2 separate regions of the Pogona vitticeps genome follow, and region 2 is linked to region 1. Evidence: chromatin contacts called from public Hi-C data. All regions are on one chromosome and are shown on one strand. The core of a region is the stretch at or near the end of the contact, and the rest is flanking DNA. Distances in the headings are between cores, read along the strand shown. Region 1 holds the start of LOC110082903 (coiled-coil domain-containing protein 157-like). Region 2 holds the start of NF2 (NF2, moesin-ezrin-radixin like (MERLIN) tumor suppressor).

Region 1 (2,700 bases), core at 146-2,645:
TTTCTTGTTTCTCTCTTTTTAAATTTGGCCCAGATGAAGAAACAGACGAAGGCGGCTGCTTCTTTGGAAGCCTTCCCCACCCCCGAGAAAAAAATAATCAGATTTTCCACTCATGCGATCCATTTCACGGGTTTCCCCCCAGAAATGTGTGTGTGTGTGTGTGTTCTTACACCCTGGCAAACCTGTGCAGAAATGCAAACCTCCAGTTCTCAAATGATGATGAAGCAGTGCAAGGTCAAAAGCATAGGTTTCCAAAGTGGTCTATATGGATCCCCAAGGGTCAATTTTGACTTGCAGGAGGTCCATGTCAGAGAGAGAGAAAAAAATTGAGGGTGCACGAGATGTAAAGGTGAGCAGATCCCATTAGGCAGATCATAATAAATATTTAGGCGATCCGTAATTACACCAAACACAGCTTCTGTGTACATAATATTTCATAATATTATTTAATTAGGTACTACTGATTTTTTTTCATTCCAAATACAAATATTTACAGTAGTTGCATTTTGTGTTTTTTCAATGAAGGTATGAATAAAAATTGTATGTTTTTTTTTTCTACACTTGAGCACTCTTTCAAAGAACCCTTAAAACACGTTTGAAGTCAATAGATTTAGGAAAATGCGATATTAGGTAGGCAGGGGGTCTACGTATCCAACTCTTCGTGACCCCATGGACCAGAGCACGCCAGGCCCTCCTGTCTTCCATTGCCTCCCAGAGTTTGGTACCAAATTCACATTGGTCTCAAGGTGCTCCAGACGTGGCTCCTGCTTTGCCAAATAGGCGTTGAAGATACACCATGCCCATAGGACAGGTGAGGACAGCTGGCTATTCAGCTGACCCAAAGTGACCTCTAGCTGGCCAGAGGACCCAGAGCAGATTCATTGACAGATTCACAATCCTGGCTGTCTCTATTTGAGAAGAGTCTCCCATGGAACTGCACGCAGCTTTCTCCCACTGAAGGTGTGTGGAGTTCAATATACAATTGTCTTCGAAGTGACACAAGACTCTGGCCATCCTCATCAGAGCGCCTTTCCTTCATTTGCTGAAGCTGACTTGAAGTCATCAATCAATCAATCAATCAATCAATCAATCAATCAATCAATCAATCAATCAATCAATCAATCAATCAAACCCCGCCTTTCTCCTGAAAAGGATCCAAGGCGGGTCTCCTCCTTTCCCTCCCCCCTCAAGCCTTTTTGACAACCCCCTTGCACAGGGGTAGCATTTTGTGGGGGTGCTTTTAATAAACCTAAGACAGCTCTCGCCATTTGCGCCTCCTCTTTGGTGCGAGCGGGTCGAACGAGAACCGGAAGAGTCAAGTCCAAAAGGCCAAGCTTACTTCTTCTTCCCTCTTTCTCCCCTGAGGGGGCGGGGCTTAGGGGGGGGCGTTCCAAAGGGGCGGTGCCATGGCGGGCGTGCCGGGGAAAGGTGTCGGGGGTTGCCATGGCAGCGGTCAAGGCCTAGAAAGCGAGGGCGAGCCTGGTGGCAGTAGTGGAGATTCATTCGACAGGTGGGTCGGTTCCCCCCCCACCGATTTTCAGGGGGCTTTTTTTCTGGGACCCTGAGATTTCTCCCCCCCCCCCTTTTGCCCCGCAGGCGAGCCTGGAACGGCCCCTTTACGCCCTATATCCTCATCTCTAGGTTAAGGGAGATCCTCTTTTCGAGCACTTCCGGCAGAGCGCCTCTGAGCACGTGCAGAGTGCTTTCCCTCCCGCTCCCCTGACACGCAGGCAGGAGTTGCAATTCTCATAAGCCAGCACTGCTCATGCAACAAATACACAGTTCGTGCAATGAATGTTGCAAGCTGGTCTTTACATTGCAATGCCCCCCCCAGGCAGCATTTCTCACGTGCACCCCCCAGTCCTGGTTGCAACAGAGGTGCAAGCATCCTGGCAAAGTCATGCACAGGATCAGGGCAGTGGTATGGCCGTTACGGTGCAGCCACTGCTCATTCTTAGTACCTCCAACAGCACAGCATGTGTTCAGAAGTCATCTCTGAAAAATGCAATTCTAAACCCACCTGCAAAGGAGAAGATAACTCTGTACATCTTGAGATCACGATACGTATTAATCAATTTTGTTCATATTATAATCTTAGAACTGCGGGAACTGGAAGGGACCCCATGGGATCATCCAGTCCAGCCTCTGTCATGGAGGCACCGTGGGGAATTCGAACTCCCAACCTCTGGGCTCTGCAGCCGGAGACCTCAACCCCTGGGCTATCCAGCACTTCTCGTTTTTGTGTTTAGAAATATAATGAGAAATGGTTTTCACCCACTTTTGTTTCTTGGTAGAAATAAAAGAAGACTCCTGTAGGACAATCTGTAAGGAACAAGGGGGTTCGTGGCCGGGAAAGTTGTCCTTCCCTGAACTGTTGGCATGATCCACTTCACAAGCTGCCCCAGCAATGGGCTTTAAATCTCACCGTCTCTAGGACCTGGGCATTCTTGGGATTGTTTATCCCACTGTGTCCAAACCCAGTGCCCCCAATGTGCCCCCCAGTACAATAATGCCCATCACGCCAGCCAGCCTGGTTGGGGTTGACAGGCGAGGCTGTCTGACACATCTGTAGAGTGCAAAATAGCAGGAAATTGGGGGCTCATCTGTATTCAATGGATGGGAATTTTTAAAGAAGAGATCCAAGCTGGGGTTCCCCTGTTTTTGCCAAACTTCTGAACGGAAGTAGAGTGAGGGGTGCGA
Region 2 (2,700 bases), core at 72-2,571, 460 kb before region 1:
CCACTTTAGAAAGAGAACTGTCATGAACAATTACCTCACAGTTGAACTCCATCTCGGCATCCATGGTAATGATCCGCACCGTGAAGGTTTTGGGCTGTTTTCTCTTTAAAGAGCTGAAGCTCATGCGAGATGCAATGGCACCAGCCATGGCCAAAAGAAACCCTGGGCTCTTGACCACTAACTCAACTTTCACTGGCACGCTTTGATGCTCCTCCTTCTCCAGGAGAAAGCCCCCAACACGCAGCTAAACTCACTGAAAATAGGGAACCTTTACTCACAAGTCAGATGCAACAAGGTGGTGAGGGGGGGTCAAACCTGAAAGCACTATTTAGCCCATTTGGGGATTTCCTGGAGGGAAAAGGCTACAGGTCAAAAGCATGCCTCCAAACTTTTATCTACCTATCCCTCAATTTTTATTTTGTCTTTAGTGAGGGGGAGGGGGAAGCCTGAAAAGGGGAAATGCAAAATTAAAGAGAGTAATGAAGGCTTTCTCTCCAGGTTGTGCTCCTTGGCTATATAAATTATTATCCAAAGATCTTTTAGGAGACAAAAAAAACCTTCCAGTGTGAAGCTCAGGAGTCTTAATAAAGAAAAAGCTGGGGGGGACCTGAAAAACCGAAGAAATAAGGTAATGATGGTGAGCAATTAACAACTTGAAAAAGAGATAATGGTTTTGATTAGAGGGTGAAGAGGGAGAGTTTTATTCAAGATTCCCAGTTTTATTTGGGGAAAGAATACTAAACAGCCCTCACATTTAGAGGGAAAAACCTTCGGGGGGGGGGGAATAGTGATGTTGTATTTATCTAAAGATTATCTGACTGGCTTTAGAAACAATTACAGTGTTATTGGTGTTATATTGGAGTAAGGAATCAGCTCCTGAAAATAATAATATTGTATATTGCTCGGAGGTGGCTGCCCATTGAAACAAGAAGGGGCAAGAAGAAACAGTTACGCCTGGAGTAGATAGCAGGGGAAAATATGCACAAAATGGCTGTAATAATGAGGCAATAATAATACAAAAATGGCAATTAAGAACAGGCATAAGCCAGAAATTCGATTTAAGGAAACGGCCAAAGGGGGGGGGGGGCTGAGAGAAAAATAGGAAGGGGGCAGAATTCAGGAGTGGGGTGTATTTATTGGGGGGGGAAATAAGCCTAATTGGGACCCCCCTCCCTCAATAGGGTGGGGTAGGGAAAAGTGGTACCTGATGGAAACTTTTAAAGGGGGGGGGTGTTTGGGGGTCCTGTGAGTGGGAAGGGAGGCCTCTGAGTGAGGACTGAGGGGGGGTCCTGAAGGCGCCCTCCCAGCAATGGAGAGACTCAGCCCCACAAGTTGGGGGAGTAGGCAAGGCTGGGGGGGGGAAATAAAATGGGGGGGGGAGAAAGAAGACGGAAGGCTCCTGGCTCTGGGCCCCCCTCACGTCAGGCGCCTCTCGGGGGGGGGGCAGGCCTTCTCTCTCTCCCTCCCGCTCTCTCTCTTTATTCCCCACCCCCCTCCCTGGCTAAAAAACGACCCCTCACCTCTGCCATCACCGCTTAACCTGCCACTCCTTGCTCCTCTCTCCCCATTGGCTGGGCCGGGAAGAGCCCCGCCTCTCGGAGGCGGGACCCTCCCTGCCCTTCCGACCGCCCGGCCAAGCCTAGGACTATAGAGCTAAAGGAGGCGAGAGCGGCAGTTCCGGTTCCCTTTTGAGCGTCCGCCATTTGCGGGGAAGGGGGAGGAGGGTCCAAGCGCTTGACGCCGCTTCCAGCGTTTATGTCAACGGCTCAGAGAGAGACAGAAAATAAAGATCAGAAGCTTTCATTTTCTATGCGTAATGTCTGTGGGGGGTCATTCTCGCCTCTCCACAAACACCACCTCGGTTTACGCAAATATAACCGGAAATGTCGGCGCGGTTTGGTGGAGACCGAGCGCACCGGTGTGGAGGGAAAAGGGTGGCGAGTCCCCCAATCGGCCTTTCAGAAGGTGGACCATAGAGTGGGAAGCAGAGCGGCTCCCGCTTTGGCTTTGCCCAGGGGAAAGCGAGTTGCCGGAAAGAGAGGCCAGGCTGGACGTGGGTTAAGTTTGGGTGCCCCCCCTGGTGGAAGGAGGAGCCAAGAGAAAATAGGGAAGAAAACAAAGAAAAAGGGGGGAAAGTGGGAAAGGAAAATGGAGGGAAGGAAAAGAAGAGGGAAAAATAGAGAAAAGGCGGAAGGAAGGAAGAGAACGAAAAGAAGAGAAAGGCAGGCAACGAGTTACATTTCAGATGCTTAGACTACAACTCCCATCTGCCCCAGCCAGCATGGGGACAGGTTGTTCACAAATTTCCAAAAGGTAGCAAGTTCTCTCTTGCAGTTTTCAGCCTTGTCAGTATTTTTTTTCTTATGAGGAGACCCATTACAATGAGTGCGAATGGGCCCTGAGTCTTTTTAGAAAGGTGTCCCTTCTTCATAAAAGTGAAAATCTCACGCTGTCCTTGAAACCGGCTTTCCTCCCATAATTCCATGTGAAATTTAAAACACTGCCAGGGGAAACAATTTAAAGCAGTGGCAAATTTAGAAGGAGGTTTATTTTGCTCTTTAGTTTTTCATGACACTTTTTTTTTCTACATTACCTTGCATCTTTTTCCAACTTCAACCATGGATAAAGAAAGATAAAAGCAAAAACAGTAGGTGCGATATCGCTCCCCCCTAGATTGATACAATAAGTTGCATACAGAGA

Evidence for each region. Hi-C and Micro-C count contacts between places; a contact is called where the count stands out from the background.
Region 2: a Hi-C map of blood shows a contact between it and region 1, with 9 times the contacts expected there. The contact joins the promoter of NF2 here to the promoter of LOC110082903 in region 1. A contact is called at or near these places in 2 of 2 Hi-C or Micro-C datasets (blood and muscle).

Annotation. Positions count from the first base shown.
Region 1 is chr14:2,886,525-2,889,224 of PviZW2.1, reverse strand. It overlaps LOC110082903 (coiled-coil domain-containing protein 157-like), which reads left to right and starts at 1,395. Exons shown (of 4, transcript XM_078381576.1): 1 at 1,395-1,510.
Region 2 is chr14:3,349,414-3,352,113 of PviZW2.1, reverse strand. NF2 (NF2, moesin-ezrin-radixin like (MERLIN) tumor suppressor) reads right to left here and starts at 1,321. Exons shown (of 16, transcript XM_078381596.1): 1 at 35-1,321. The coding sequence starts at 148.